Regions from separate parts of the Sus scrofa genome. Here all the other regions are linked to region 1. Evidence: chromatin contacts called from public HiChIP or PLAC-seq data. All regions are on one chromosome and are shown on one strand. The core of a region is the stretch at or near the end of the contact, and the rest is flanking DNA. Distances in the headings are between cores, read along the strand shown.

Region 1 (3,641 bases), core at 741-3,240:
CCAGGGCTGGGTGACAGTGAGTTAGGTGAGGAGACAGGGAAGTACAGCCACAAAAGCGGAAAGACTTCTCCCTCAGCAGGGCAAGGCCTCTGTGAACACCTTACATAGCTGGTGGATCCTCGGAGCCTAACTGCCCCAGCCTTGCAGAAGGGGTGGCTGAAGGATGAAGTAGCAGCAGCTGCTATTCACTGAGGCCCTAGCGGATGCTGGATACTTATGTTCATTACCAGGATCTGGACAACTGGGCATTTAGGTATTTTTCACAAATATCTTTTGGATGAAATATCTCCTGATGCCCACGGTAATCCACAACAAATACGAAGTGTAGATACTATTAGCCTCATTTTTTCCCCCTGAATCTAAAAGTATTTAATTCTCTTTATTTATTATTATTATTATTTTTTGTCTTTTTTTAGGGCCGTACCCATGGCATGTGGAGGTTCCCAGGCTAGGGGTCCAATCAGAGCTGTAGCTGCCAGCCTACACCACAGCCACAGCAACGCCAGATCCAAGCTGTGTCTGTGACCTACACCACAACTCACAATAACACCAGATCCTTAACTCACTGAGTAAGGCCAGGGATTGAACCCACAACCCGGTTCCTAGTCGGATTCATTTCCACTGCACCATGACAGGAACTCCTAATTCTCTTTATAAATACATGCAAAGAAGAAAGTAAAAATAATTCACAATCTTACAGGCCAAAGACAACTCTTATTAGCATTGTCATATATGATCTTCCAGGCTTCTTCAATGCATAAAGACTAAACTACCAAGTTTATTCCACATTATCTTTTTTCATTTTTATTTTTTCCATCATAGTTGGTTTACAGGGTTCTGTGAGTTTTCTACTATACAGCCAGGTGACCCAGTCACACATACCTATATACATTCTTTTTCTCACATTATCTGCTATCATGCTCCATCACAAGTGACTAGATATAGTTCCCAGTGATATACAACAGGATCTCATTGCTTGTCTAGCGTCATTTTAAAGTTCTGGAAACTGAAGTCCAGAGAGGTGAAAGAACTTGCCCCAGATTACACAGCAAGCAAGAGTCGGGCTGGGGTTCTTAACCAGCTTCCTGATCTATGCTAGTTGCTTTATCCCACAAGTAGAAATGTCCCCTCTGCAATGTGTGCAGCTAAGGAGAGTGTCACCAGGCAGGAATTCAGCCCCCCTCCCTTTTTTTTTTTTTACAATATACAGAGTGGTGGCCTTTTATAAAATACCTAAGGAAAGGCCTTTTCCTTTTACCTGTTGGGTTTCCTCCCTTCCCTGAGCCATGGGTACCACACATACAATTGGGTCAGCTTCTGGGTCATTTGGTAGAGTTTGCCTTTGGCTCAGATAAAAACAGAAAGCGAGCCAGAACATGGCGTTTCCCAAGTGGGCATGTTCCCAATTTATTCATCGTGTTCAGGCCCGGGACAGAATGCACAGAGGTTGTTTCCAGGCCCTGGATTTCTGGGAGGTTTATTTCGGACCTTTGCTTCTGTCCTCTGAGGCTTCCCGGCTTCCCGCCTCTCTGTGACTCAATAGAGCCATGGCAATGAATGGGAAGGAGGAGAACCCGGAGTTCTGGCTGTTCCCTTCGCTCCCTCTGCTTGGCTCCGCCTGCCAGAACACTCGGCGTGACCCAAGGGTTTGAAAGGTTTGGCATGTGTTTCCCTTTGAGGTTGTTTTGTTGTAGCTGGCCTCGTTGCTAGCCTTCATCGATGCTGATGACCTAGACCTGGCCTCGACCCCCCACCTCCATGGTTCTAAGGTGGTTCCTGGATCGCCTGTCATTTCCTGTGACTCATCTGAGACTTGCCAGGATCAGCTCTGGTCTCTGCATTCCCCGACCGCTGCCTGAGCTTTGTGGTAGTGAGTTTTGGTCATGGTTTTCCCTGCCCGTGCCTGGGAACCTGCCAGAGTCTAGATCCCCTGGCCTTAGCAGGGCCCTGCTTTAAAACCATGGGGCTTGAAGTGCTGGGAGTGGCTCCAGGCCTGAGAATGTGATGGGCTCTCTGCCAAATAGTTTAGTGAGAAGTCAGCTGGACCGGAATCACCATGATGGAGAGCTAAGCCAGAGAAACAGTCCTTTGAATCCTTGGTCTAGTTGGGATGAGAAGATTAACACACATGGAACAGACAGTACAGTGACTGGATTTACTTTCTGCTACAAAAGGAAAGGGACCCGAAACTGGACACTGGATTCTGGGGGAGAATCTTACCTACAGGCCAGTCTTTCTTTGGTTTGTTATAAGACTAACAATCCAACTGGCAGCACCTCAGGGTGGCCTATAGGTGATACCCTGGGAGTAGCTGGAGTGGGTCTCACTTTGACCCTGAACCGAGAATCATGCAGTGTAAAAGCCCACTGCTCTGGGTGGAAACCATAGGCCAGAGTGGACTGAAGTTTTGAAATACTTGAGTTCCCCATAATTATTTCATCACTGGTAGGAACTCAGCTGTGTCCATCTCTTCCAGATTATTCTGAGGCCACTCACGACAACATCAGCCCACCCTTCTGTATAAATGTAGCAGAATTGGAATCACAAAGACTTACCCGCCAGCAGGTGACCATCAGAGGTGTCAGTTCATTTGGCCATGTGCCTGGCTTGCTTTCAGGGTATGTGCTCAGCTTCGAGGTCTTAGGGTGCAGCGGTGAACACAGGAGGGGGGCCCTTCCCTCATGGAGCCAGGTTCTCCTAGGCAATTGGGGACCCAAGCAGTCTGTCCACAATGTGGAGTCAGCCGCTGAGCCTCTGAGTGATCTGGTCACAATAGCAGTTGTGAGCCTGCCATCCGCTCAGAGGAGAGCCCATAGGGCTTGCCTGGAAGCTGCATGTGCACACGGATTCATATGTGCTGCAATGGAAGGAAGACCTGATGGAGATTCCTGGGGGCAGGGATGGGCCAGGATCCTTGGCCCTGCTGGGCTTGGGGCAGAGCTGAGCAGCTCACCTCCCCAGGCTCACCTTTGATGTTTACGCTGTGTCATCCACTGTGAGCACTGGCCTCTTCTCTGGCAGCCCCACACCCGGCTGCATGGACCCTCTCCCGCCCCCAATATCAGTGCCTCTAGACTGATTGCTGTCCTGCTGGTCCTGCCCTGTGCTCTCAGGTAGAACCTCAGCTCTGGCTCACAGCAGCACCCCCCGCCCCGCAACCCCTACACACATGCTGGGGGCCTTTGGTGAGCCCTGCCCTGTCTTCCCTTCCCCGCCCCCCAGGGATTCCTGTTTCCTTTCCGTGTGAGGCCTCCTGGTTTCAGTGTATTTGCACAGTAGAGGAGCCCACTCCCACCCACTTCTTGAGGACGGTCTATAAGGATATATTTCTCAGGTCTTACGAAGGGAGTCTTGGAGTTCTTCCCAGAGTCTCTTCATTCCATTCTTAGGGCGTACAATTTTTTTCAACATGAAAATGATGTAATATGTAATTCCCAACTAAAACAGAAGAGGAGAGCCCTTCCAGTAAAAGCCCCCCGCCCCAGCCACCACTGCCATGCTTTTCCCTCCTGTGCTGTGGCCGTGGGAAGTGCCTTTGCCCTTGTCCTTCCTGTCACTTCCCACTCCCAGGGAGTGCGGGGTCATGGTCTCCCGGTGAAGTGGGAAGCAGCCCATGCCAGCAACAAGCCCAGACCTTCTGC
Region 2 (3,641 bases), core at 828-3,327, 240 kb after region 1:
GCAATATGCATTTCATCCCATACATTATACCTTAATAACAAGGTTTTTTTTTTTTTTTTAATCCTCTTTTGGAGTCTACCTCCCTCTCCAGATACCACTTCATTCCTCTCCTCTTCAAAGCAAAGCAAATGTTTTTGAAAGCACTCTGTTCAATGTCTCAATTCTCTCTTCGACCTACTACAGCAAGGCTCTTGCCCTTGACTCTACATAGCCCCTCTTATGAAGATTAATGATGACTTATATATGGCCAAATCCAGTTGCCGACTTGCCTCCTTTCACTTATCAGCAGTATTCCATACAAATAATTACTCTCTGCACAGTCACCTGGTTCTACACTCACTTTCACACTCTAAGCACATCAAGTCACATAGCTTTAAATACTATGTGTATCTTCATGACTCCCCAACTTATATATCTTTAGCCCAGATTTCTCCTTGGAACACCCCACTTGTACAAGCCATAGCTTACTCGGCATCTCCCCTTGGGTGTCTAACAGGCATCTCGAACAATACATCCCAAACTGAACTCCTGACATCCCTACCTCTCCTCCCACATCCTTCTCCTTTTTACTAAACTTCTCAGCTCTATTCCATCCTCCCAGTTGCACGGCCCTCCAAATCTTGACTTTTCTCTTTCTTTTACACAATAGACCTAATCCATAAACACCAGAACAGTTGGTTTTACCTTAATAATATGGCCAGAAGTTGCGCACTTCCACTTATCTCCACTGCCGCCATATTGCTTCATATCATTGTTATTTCTTTCTCTCAAGAGCCTCCTAACTGCTGCCCTTTGGCCCCTGGCTTCCCCACCCCTGGCCTCTGGACTTACTACCCAATGGATGATTTCCTACACCAAGTCATCCAGATCAACAATTCAAATCTTGTCCTTTGTTCAAATCCCCCCCCCCCAGTGATTTCTACTGCACTTTGAATAAAAGACAAATCCCAAACTATGACCTTTAAAACTCTATGTGATCTGAACTCAACTCTCTCAAATCTCCTCTCACCCTGCTCTCCCCTGTGCACTCTGCTTCAGCCACCCTGGACTTTGTAGTTCCCTATTTGGTCAGTGATCCCCCCAACTCTGTGTGTTGGCACTTGCTGTTTCCTCCCTTTAGAATGCTTTTCTTGGAATTCCCGTTGTGGCCCAGTAGGTTAAGGACCCAATGTTGTCTCTGTGAGGATACGGGTTTGATTCCTGACCTCTCAATGGGTTAAGGATCCAGTATTGCTGTGGCTGAGGTGTAGGCCCCCTGGCCCTAGAAGTTTCATATGCTGCAAGTACAGCCATTTAAAAAAAAAAAAAAAAGTTTTTTCCCCCAGTATGCACATAATTGGCATTTCCATTTTCTTCAGGTCTTTACTCAAATGTAGTCTTTTTAAATGAGGACTTCTGGAGTTCTCCTGTGGTACAGTGGATTAAGGATCTGGTGATCTGGCATTGTCACTCCAGCGGCTTGGGTCACTTCTGTGGCATAGGTTCAATACCTGGCCCTGGGAACTTCTACATGCCATGGGCGCAGAAAAAAAATGAAAAAAAATTTTTTTAAAAAAGGACCTCTGTTGCCATCCTGTCTAAAATTTCATACACACCTCTTCTTATCCCTCTTCTCTGCATTTTTTTCCCCTCCTTGGCACTTCTCACTCATTTGTGTGTGTGTGTGTGTGTGTGTGTTCATTTGTTTATGGATTGATTGTCCTCCTCCCCTAGTAAATTGCAAGCTCTGTGAAGACAGGTGTTTGTATCTGTTTCGTCCCTTTGTGCTCCAAGCCCAAGGCTCAATTAGAATGCAGCCGTTCAATGCTCAACTGCCTGTGACATTGCAACTCTTACCGTAAATTAAATCACTCTCCTAGTGTAACATTCCCTGAGAGAATGTTTTCTCCCACAGGAGAAATTTGTTTATTTTTATGATTCAACTCAATTTACCACTAGTTTCTCTAGGACAATTTGTACCTCTTTCAGGATCCTGAGGAATTTGCTCCTGGGTTGTGAACACGGGAAGCTGAACCAGAGCGCAGTTCTGAACCGGATCCCACAGCCACGCATGTCTGCTTGCTCATGGGATCTGCCTGCCTGTTCACTGGAAGGCTCCAGTGCGAGTTCTTCAGCCTGTCCTAGGATTGCATCTTGACGTGTCAAAGCTGTGTGACTGCCATCTGTTCAGGTTATGTAACTTGAGGTCTGGAACAATTTTCAATGGAGGATTTGCTGCCCAAATAGTCATTTGCAGAAAGAAGATTAAGGTTTCTTTGCTAGGGAAAAAAATTACCAGAAAAGCTATGATTTCACTGAGTATAAGTAAACTTTGCTCGAAAATACAATAATTGAGGAAGACAAATTTACTTCACTTTTATTTTCCAGCTTTAAAAAATAAACACAAGGATATAGTCCAATTTTGTAAGTGCAAAATAAATTCTTAATGGAAAGATGAAATTATTAATTTAACAGATCTTAATTTTGTTCAAAGCCTTAGCCAGCCCTATAATGCCTTAAGCAGAATTGGGGGGATAGGGGAAGGGTTAATTGCTGAAGGTTCGATAAGCTTATTGGCATTATAGAATGGTCTTTCTTCCTGGGAGAGATACCAAATCCACCACTGGTGGGACAGAAGCCCTGATTTGTTTTCCTAACATCGCCCATGTGACCCACGGTCACCTTATATGACCAAAGGAAACAATTTATGAAATGACCGCCTGGCGTTATGGATTAAAATTGTAGCTTTGTAGATAAGAATTTCTCTCACTAAATTTACTCACCCCAAACAAGGCTTGATTCTGCGCTTCATTCCTCCTGGCTCCCTACTTTAACATGCTGAGGATCTATGTTAAACATCATTCATTTTTTCCACATGGAACTAGCACTATTGTTTTGTCTTATTACAAAATCTCTGTTTTTGTAATCACTGACAGGTTTTACTAGGAATAAAATCAGTCAGCAAATTAAAGTATAACAAAAGAGGTGAAAATCATCATGACTTCCATGTTGATGACTGGTTAAGTGGTTAATGTGCTTTGTAGATTCTCCTATGTTTTTTGCATATGCACATCTCTTCTTACAAAAATTAATCCTACTGTGCACAGCATATAATATTATTTAGCTAACAAGATGAGACCAAGTTACATTTTGGGTGTTAGTTGTATATTAAAGAGAACCCAGCTATTCAGAGAGGAACAGAGTCAAATAAGGGAGGAAGTGAGTTAGGCTGCAAAGGACATTGACTCAGATTAAGTGAATGACTGATGGACTAAATGAATGTGTGGATGGATGGGGAGCTACAGACCTGCCTCAAGATATTGTAGCTTTGGTTCCAGACCACTGCAATAAGGCAAATATTGCAATAAAGTAAGTCATATGAATTTTTTGGTTTCCCAGTGTATGTAAAAGTTATGTTTACACTATACTGTAGTCTATTAAGTGTGCAATAACATTGTATCTAAAAAATGTATATACCTTAACAAAGAAATACTTTATTGCTAAAATATTCTCCCCATCACCTGAGCCTTCAGCAAGTCCTGATCTTTTTGCTGGTAGAGGGTGCTGCCTCCATGTTGATGACTGGTGGCTAATCAGGGTAGCAGTTGCTAACTGTTGGGGGGACCATGGGAATTTTTAAAAATAGACAGCAATGAAGTTTG
Region 3 (3,641 bases), core at 666-3,165, 200 kb after region 1:
TGCTCCACATTGCTAATCATCAGGGAAATGCAAATCAAAACCACAATAGATACCACCTCCCACCTGTCAGAAGGGCTATCATCTGAACATAAGTAGCAAACATTGGAGAGGATGTGGAGAAAAGGAAACCTTCCTATACTGTTGGTGGGAATGTGAATTGGTGCAGCCACTGCAAAAAACAGTATGGAGGTTTCTTTCAAAACTAAGAATAGAACTACCATATGATCCAGCAGTTCCACTCCTAGGTATATATCTGGGAGAAAAATGAAAACACTAATTTGAAAAGATCCCTTCTCCCTAGTGTTCACAGCAGCACTACTTACAGTAGCCAAAATATATAAACTCATGTGCCCATCGATATGATTGGATTAAGAAAATGTAATATATATCTAATATACACACACACACAAGGGAATACTACTCATCCATAAGAAAGAATAAAATGTTGCTATTTGCAGCATCATGGATAGACTTCTTGGAGGGCATTATGGTAAGTGAAATAAGTCAGACAGATAAATATGAATGCTTTATGATGTCACTTAACATGTGGAATCTAAAACATAGAACAAATGAATATAACAAAAAAGAAGCAGACTCACAGACACAGAAAACAAACTAGTAGTTACTAGTAGGAAAAAGGGAGGGTAGAGGGGGAAATAGAGGTTGAAGAGCAAGAGGTACAAACTACTAGGTATGAAATAAGCTATAAGGAATATAGTGTACAACATGGGAAATGTAGCAAATATTTTATAATAACCATAGAGTATAATCTGTAAAAATTGTGAATCACTATATTGTACACACGTAATCCACATAATATTATACATCAACTATACTTCATTAAAAATATGTATTAAAAAAAGAAATACCAAAAAAATTCATGGGGGAGTGATCAGGAACAAAGGTCTCAAAAAGCCCGTAGGGGGATTAATATAAAAAAAAATAAAATAAAACCAGCATGAGAAACACTGTGAATAGGGGCAATAGGAACCCAAACTCAGACAAATAAAAACATTTCTTTTGTTAAAATGATGGATAAAATATGAATTTTGAACTCTAATATTTTAATCTCAATTAGTGATGTGATATATACAATAATAATTTTAAAAACAGACTACAGAACAGTATTTTTGACCTGGAGAGAAACACCTGCTGTTCACATGACTGGTGTGCCCCAGTAACCTCAATGTCCTTGCTGCTGCTTACACCTTATTACCCACCCACTTCCTTGCCTCCACACCCACCCCCATCATTTCATTCACCTTTCCTGACAGTCTTGGCAGAATCATTTTGGATTAAGAGCTAGAATCAGAGTGGAATTCCTGTTGTGGTAACGAATCTGACTAGGATCCATGAAGATGCGGATTCAATCCCCCGCCTCGCTCATTGGGTTAAGGATCTGGCATTGCTATGGCTGTGGTATAGGCCAGCAGCTGTAGCTCCAATTCAACCTTTAGCCTGGGAACTTCCATATGCCATGGTTGTGGCCCTAAAAAAAGGAGCTAGCATCAGACTATCTTTTCCTTTTTTTCTTCAGCAAGAAAAAAAAGCTAAGCATACAAAGAAACTCTGTCTTTGTGAGAGTGAGCTCACCAGGGTGTGAAGAGCGTGAGAATGGAAGAATGGGCCAGGAAACCCTCCCTACGTAGCAGGTGAGGGAGGAAGAGGCCCTGGTCATGCACAGACTATAGGAAGCCACGGAGGATCCACCTGAGTGGCCTGCTCCTTCACAGCAGGGACAAGAGATGAAGCAGGCACCGGGAAGTTTTGAGACCAGGCTCTGTCAAGTCCAGACTCCGGATGGTAACGGCAGGCTCTGACAGTGCTCCGACTGCTGTGTGGAAAAAGACTCTAGCTACAGAACCCTGAATATGGTGAACAGCTGGGGGAGGCTTAGGAAAAAATAAGGCGCTCACAGCCAGCCTTGGCTATTTGGCAGCCAAAACAATGAGATTGAGTCAGTTCCACATCATTACTCTGCAGCACAAGGCCCTAAATTCTTGAAACTGGCCCAAGGAAGAGTTTCTTTTTTTATGGTATTTATAAAAATGCTAGTCAAAGTGCTCTACTGTCCTATCTCATCCTAAAATAAGGCCAAAGATTGGTGAATACAATTGTTCCAACTTTGCTCCTGGGTAAAAAGACTGGGCTCCAGGAACTCAGCTGGGTCCAGGGAGGGCGGGACTAGGGGAGGAGGAGCTGGCAATGCCACCGAAGAGACCCAGGAGCTATTTGCATAAAGGCAGATTCTCACATGCCTGGGTGGCGTAGGTCGTCGGGAAATAGACAGACTCTCAAAGTCCCTTTCTTATTCCTCTGATTCAGTGAGCTTTATTATCTTATGTAAGGGCCCAAGACACTTTCTCCTTATAAACTAGCCCTTGAAGAAGCTTATAAAGCTTTTGTGGCACAGGAGGTAAAATTCCACTCCTGTTCAAAGTGCAGCGTTTGTGGAGAGTGAGTCATAGTGATTTCCAGCTTGTCCGGCAAATGCTTTTGCCTGTTAATGATCTAAACTTCTGCTTCCCACCCAAAGAAGAAACTGAGAAGCTCATCTGAGGACACAGTTTTAATAACAAAGATACTTATCCTTCATTGAAAGCTTTCAAGGTGCCTCTTTCTATGCATTATGTCAATTTGCTCTCAAGACAACCCTTTGAGGTTATTGTGAGGTTGTTGGTGCCTATTGTACAGATGGGAAAACTGATGGATCAGGAGGTCAAGCAACTTGCCCCAAGATCGCAAGCCTAGTAAGTGGAGTAGTTAGCTTAACTCCAGGGACTGTACAAAACACTTCCTCTCAATGAAACAATGGCTTTATGAGAAACATTACACTCCTAAAGGTAGGTAGGTAAATATAGCAAGAAAGACATTTGACCACAGAGGTTACCACAGCATGCCCTTGAGATGGGAGAGTTCAGAAGATCAACTTAGGCAGTAGACCATTTAGTGCATTTGCCTGTGATCCCCAGCAGTACACTCTGGCTTAGCAAAGGGCTCCCCACGTACCTGAACTTCCTCTCAAGGAGTGCCAGGTGCTTGAAAAAAGTAGGCTGAACTCTGTGACTTTACAACATTCTGAAAAACATTCTTAGGTTACCTTCCAGTGTGTGCTTTATAAGGGATTATAGTGTCATCAAAGGAGTTCCCTCCTCCTGCCCAAGACTTTCCAGAGCACCCATCTTTAGGTATCCAATCTCAAATGTCACATCCACTCCTGCAACCTCAGGTCCCTCAATAATTCCAAACCCTCTTTCTCCACCTATTTCCAAGATGGTTTGCTGTCATGTCCATCTCTCCCTAGGTGCTCATGCTGCCCCCAAGAAAAGTACAGTCTGGAGTTCCCATCATGGCAGAGTCCAAATGTTAGATGAGATGACTGAGGAAGATTGCATCCTGTTGACTTCCTTCCTGATTTTTCCACCAGGTCTTCCTTTTTCCTGCACCACATTATCTTTGCTAAAAGAATGGGTAGTGGAGGAAAGGAAGGAACAGCTGAAGAAAGACCCCTGAAAATAATGAGTAAACTTGATATATTGATGCTTCTGTGGGACATTTCTCTCAAAAATATCATCAATGAGCTTCTAAAAGATGGTAGATTAATGTACAGTGATGAAATATTGACACCCAACTGACATTTT
Region 4 (3,641 bases), core at 576-3,075, 140 kb after region 1:
GTATAATGTACTTGATGACTCTTTTTCCACAGCCACCCTTTGGAATTGCCTGGTGCAGTCAACCCTAGCTCTTGACCATGACAGTCAAGGTGGTCCGAAAAGGAGTCATCAAGCCAGAAGCTGGTCTCTTTCTTTCTAATGGGTGATTTATATAATTCAGGTCGAGAAAGAGGCACCTCCCACTCTAGGCAGGCACAGCCCAGCCCATCATCCCAATACATTCTACCTCATCCTCCCATTCATCCATCCCCGCTGTCCCTCCCCTTTCTTTAAAGTCATGTGAGCAGGTCCCAGACCTATAGCCCAGACAGACTGAGTTTTCCCTGTTTTCCTCTGATGATTTCTGACTTTCTTGTGGCTAAGAACCTGACTTTAAGTTTGTTTTCCCAAGCAGCCATGCAGAGGAACAACCACCAGTGAAATTCCAGTCCAGCATTCCTCTAAGGCTCAGTGGTTTGGACTGCCTAGCAGAATTACCTGGAGGAGAGTTTCAATAACATGGCTCCCTGGAACTTACCCCCAAAGATTCCCATTTAGCCCTCAGCCCAGGTGATGTTCAATCAGCTGCATTTAAAAAAAAAAAAAAAAAAAAAAAAAAAAAAAAAAAAAAAAACCTTTACAGTTGACGCTGATGAATGAGCAAATTTGGGAAACATTGGACAAATTCTAAGCTCTTTGGGGTCAGGAAACATGTGAATCTTCTCTTCTGTATACCCCCAATGAAGAGCATAGCACCTGGCACAGAGCAGCCACTTACATTTATTGAGTCAATGAGTGTTGAAAATAGGGTGGTGATTAGAAGTACAGTCAACCTAGCACCTTACCTAAAGGTTAGGTAAGGGCCAGCAAGATGCAGAAGGCCAAACCAGTCAGAGTGGTGCTAAGGAGAGGAATAAAGCAGCAGGGCCGGCATGGGGTGAGCAAAAGAAAATGGGTTATTTGAGCCTCAAGTGGAGGAACATGGCTTCCATGATGCTGCAACCCCTGTGATCAGACTTAGAGGAGTCCCGCTTCCAGCTCCACCTAAGAAAACATATCTGACCAGTGACTGCCGTGGTTAAAACCATCCAAAGCAAAGCAAAACAACAGCAAAATACCCTCCAAAAGGCCTGCATGGGCAGGATAAAGTCTACCCACTTTTCTCTGACCCATGTTCCTTTCTCGGCTCCTCCTTAGCTTATCAGGTGGCACTGGCTCCCATGTCTTCACACGAATGGCCACCCTGCCTTCTTTCAAGTCTCACCCTATTGCCTGTTCTCTCTTCCTACCCTGCTCACTGCCGCCTCTGAAACCTTCAAATCACAATTTTAAATATCACATTCTCTCCCCCAGGAGGCTGTCAGCTCCCTGAGGGTCAAGTCAGCCAGCGGTGTCCAAAGCCTAACCCCACAATTGTTCTAATATTTCCATGAAAGGAAAACGACAGCAGACACACAGGACTGGTGTTTGCTTGTGTGGCTGTGAAACTGGACTCTGCAGACACAAACCAGCTCATTGATTTGGATTTAGAAAAGAACTGGAGTGGGAGGTGGGAGTCGCATTGAGAAAGAGATGCAAGTGAAAGTGGAAGAGTCAAAATAAAATAAAATAAAACCAGAGAGAAGGCAGAGTGTCTTGCCCAGTCTGATGTTGGGGTCAAAAGCCATAGGAGAACATCTCCTGGCGTCACACTGGGTCCTAGCAGACTGCCAAGCCAGTGGGTCCTCGCTAAGAAAACCCTCGAGTCCGCACAGGCTGGACCAGGGGGTATAGGTGGGCGTGGGGGCAGGGCTGCGCAAGGACCAGGTCAGGTGCACCGCGCAGGCGGGCGCAGCAAGGCTGGAGCTGAAGGCAGCTGATTCGCCTGCTTGACGCTCCGATGCCTTGATTTGGTCTGACAAGTGGAGGCTGCTGTGAGAAGCGGCCTGGATTTTTGACATTCAGCAAGCTAGAAATAGCCAGCTGAGCTCCTGGCGCTGTGGTCACAAATGTCTTGCCCTTCCGAAACGACGGCCTGATTGAAGGTGCTTTTCAGCAGTGCGGACCTGGACTCTCTATATCAGGCTTGGGTTCTGGTCCAGACTCGGCTCCCAACTCAGAGGTTTAGAGTCACTTGAATTGACCGCAGCTCAGCCTGCCCTCTGTGAAATGAGGTTGCTGAGAGTCAGCCCCCTGCCGACCCTGCTGAAAACGATTCTGAGTGGCTGCCCCAACCTGCCTAGTCCCGTGACCTGAACTTGATCTCCGCTGCTGCTAGAAGCCTCAGCACCCCAGATATTCACTCTAGGTTGGCCTAGAAGATGATCCTGCCTGAAAAGGTGCTGATGAACATTTTGTGAATCACGGACCCTTTGAGAAACTGTTGAAATTTATTAGCTCTTGCCTTGGAAAAAATTCCACAATGATGAAACATTGCTTATAACTGCAGGGAGTTACTGGCTTAATCACAGAGCCCTGCTTTAGTATCTCTAATCTAGCCCAGCTCTTCCTCTTGCAGATGAGGAGATTGGCCTGAAACAAGCCATCAGGGTTTTCCCCCAACTTCACTCATACAATGCAAGCACTGCCGTTTTCCTCCTCTCTCCCTTCATCCTCCCCGCCATCGCCCACACTTGGGCTCTCTCAAGAGGGAAATTGTCCTATAAATATTTATAAAAAGTGTGGGATGTCCTGTAGCAGAGAAAGTGAAAAATAACATCGCTGGGTCTGCAGAAATTTGCCTGATGCTTCTCTCTCTCAGCTTCCACCTCATCCTTCCCATGAGCGTGGGCATAGGGTGTGGGTAGTAGTGCAGAGAGTGGTCTCTGAAGCTACTACAGCAAAGAACACCCCACCCTCTTCAGAATCAGCACCATCAACACTATCACAGAAAACTTCCTGCTCAGACACCAACCAGCAGCTACCTGGCAGCAGGCAGAAAGAGCCAAAGCAGCTTTGCACAGTAGCTTGCTTGCCAGCAGTGTCTTGTTACAAATGGGCTTCTTGCACAAAGGGGAACTACTGGGAGGGCCCTTTTTAATGCACTGCAAGAAACAGCTCTAACAATAGATGATTCAGGAGGCCAGTCATTGGCCCTCGCTCCTATTGCATTGTTTTGATAAAATAACATAGCCCAGCAGGAGGGTAGAGAGGCAATAAATAGAAAACTAACCTCTCCCTACTCAAAATGTGCATGGCACCAGGAGCTTGATAGAAAGGCAGACTCTGTCTCAGACCCACTGAAAGGAGATCTGCATTTTAGAGAGGATCTGCTCATATGTTAAAGTTTGAGAGAGACACCCCCCCCCCGCACCCCTACCCCCACCCAGGGTCTGCTGATGGAGGTCATTAGTAAAATCCCAGTCAGCCCTTGCTTCCACCTGGGAAAACCACAACACATGGATGAAATGCCACCAAGAGGATGGCCACACTTATAAGGAGACCCAGTACCCACTAACACCCTCCGCTTCCTCAAGCCGAGGCCTCACACACCTTCTTACTGCTATTCTTTTCTCTTCTGAGAAAACAGAAGTCTTTTATCTACAGATGAAAATGACAAGGGACCCACCTCTTAAACAAAATCCAATTTGGCCTTAGCTTTGGCAGTAGTTTTAACCTCATTGCTGCTGGAATCAGTTCCAAGGCCTAACTACAAAATACTTGAGGGGAAATGGGAGGAGGAA

Evidence for each region. HiChIP or PLAC-seq counts read pairs in DNA pulled down with a chosen protein or histone mark.
Region 2: a contact with region 1 is called in an H3K27ac HiChIP or PLAC-seq map of skeletal muscle, with 6 times the contacts expected there. The contact joins two enhancer-like sites. A contact is called at or near these places in 1 of 47 Hi-C or Micro-C datasets (skeletal muscle) and 2 of 2 datasets of contacts at active chromatin or transcription factors (alveolar macrophages and skeletal muscle).
Region 3: a contact with region 1 is called in an H3K27ac HiChIP or PLAC-seq map of skeletal muscle. The contact joins two enhancer-like sites. A contact is called at or near these places in 1 of 47 Hi-C or Micro-C datasets (embryonic fibroblasts) and 2 of 2 datasets of contacts at active chromatin or transcription factors (alveolar macrophages and skeletal muscle).
Region 4: an H3K27ac HiChIP or PLAC-seq map of skeletal muscle shows a contact between it and region 1. The contact joins two enhancer-like sites. A contact is called at or near these places in 2 of 47 Hi-C or Micro-C datasets (embryonic fibroblasts and mesenchymal stem cells) and 2 of 2 datasets of contacts at active chromatin or transcription factors (alveolar macrophages and skeletal muscle).

Annotation. Positions count from the first base shown.
Region 1 is chr1:190,350,296-190,353,936 of Sscrofa11.1, forward strand. The region is part of intron 9 of PRKCH (protein kinase C eta type); the gene reads left to right. Among named protein-coding and RNA genes, the nearest start is that of PRKCH, 150 kb to the left of the region's middle. Within about 2 kb of position 1,991, at least 36 of the 83 cell types and tissues checked have an H3K27ac peak or open chromatin away from gene starts, as enhancers often do. A contact at or near this core is called in alveolar macrophages and skeletal muscle, where this site is marked.
Region 2 is chr1:190,586,989-190,590,629 of Sscrofa11.1, forward strand. No RefSeq gene overlaps it. Among named protein-coding and RNA genes, the nearest start is that of HIF1A, 37 kb to the right of the region's middle. Within about 2 kb of position 2,078, at least 3 of the 83 cell types and tissues checked have an H3K27ac peak or open chromatin away from gene starts, as enhancers often do. A contact at or near this core is called in skeletal muscle, where this site is marked.
Region 3 is chr1:190,549,271-190,552,911 of Sscrofa11.1, forward strand. No RefSeq gene overlaps it. Among named protein-coding and RNA genes, the nearest start is that of HIF1A, 74 kb to the right of the region's middle. Within about 2 kb of position 1,916, at least 23 of the 83 cell types and tissues checked have an H3K27ac peak or open chromatin away from gene starts, as enhancers often do. A contact at or near this core is called in skeletal muscle, where this site is marked.
Region 4 is chr1:190,490,901-190,494,541 of Sscrofa11.1, forward strand. No RefSeq gene overlaps it. Among named protein-coding and RNA genes, the nearest start is that of HIF1A, 130 kb to the right of the region's middle. Within about 2 kb of position 1,826, at least 19 of the 83 cell types and tissues checked have an H3K27ac peak or open chromatin away from gene starts, as enhancers often do. A contact at or near this core is called in alveolar macrophages and skeletal muscle, where this site is marked.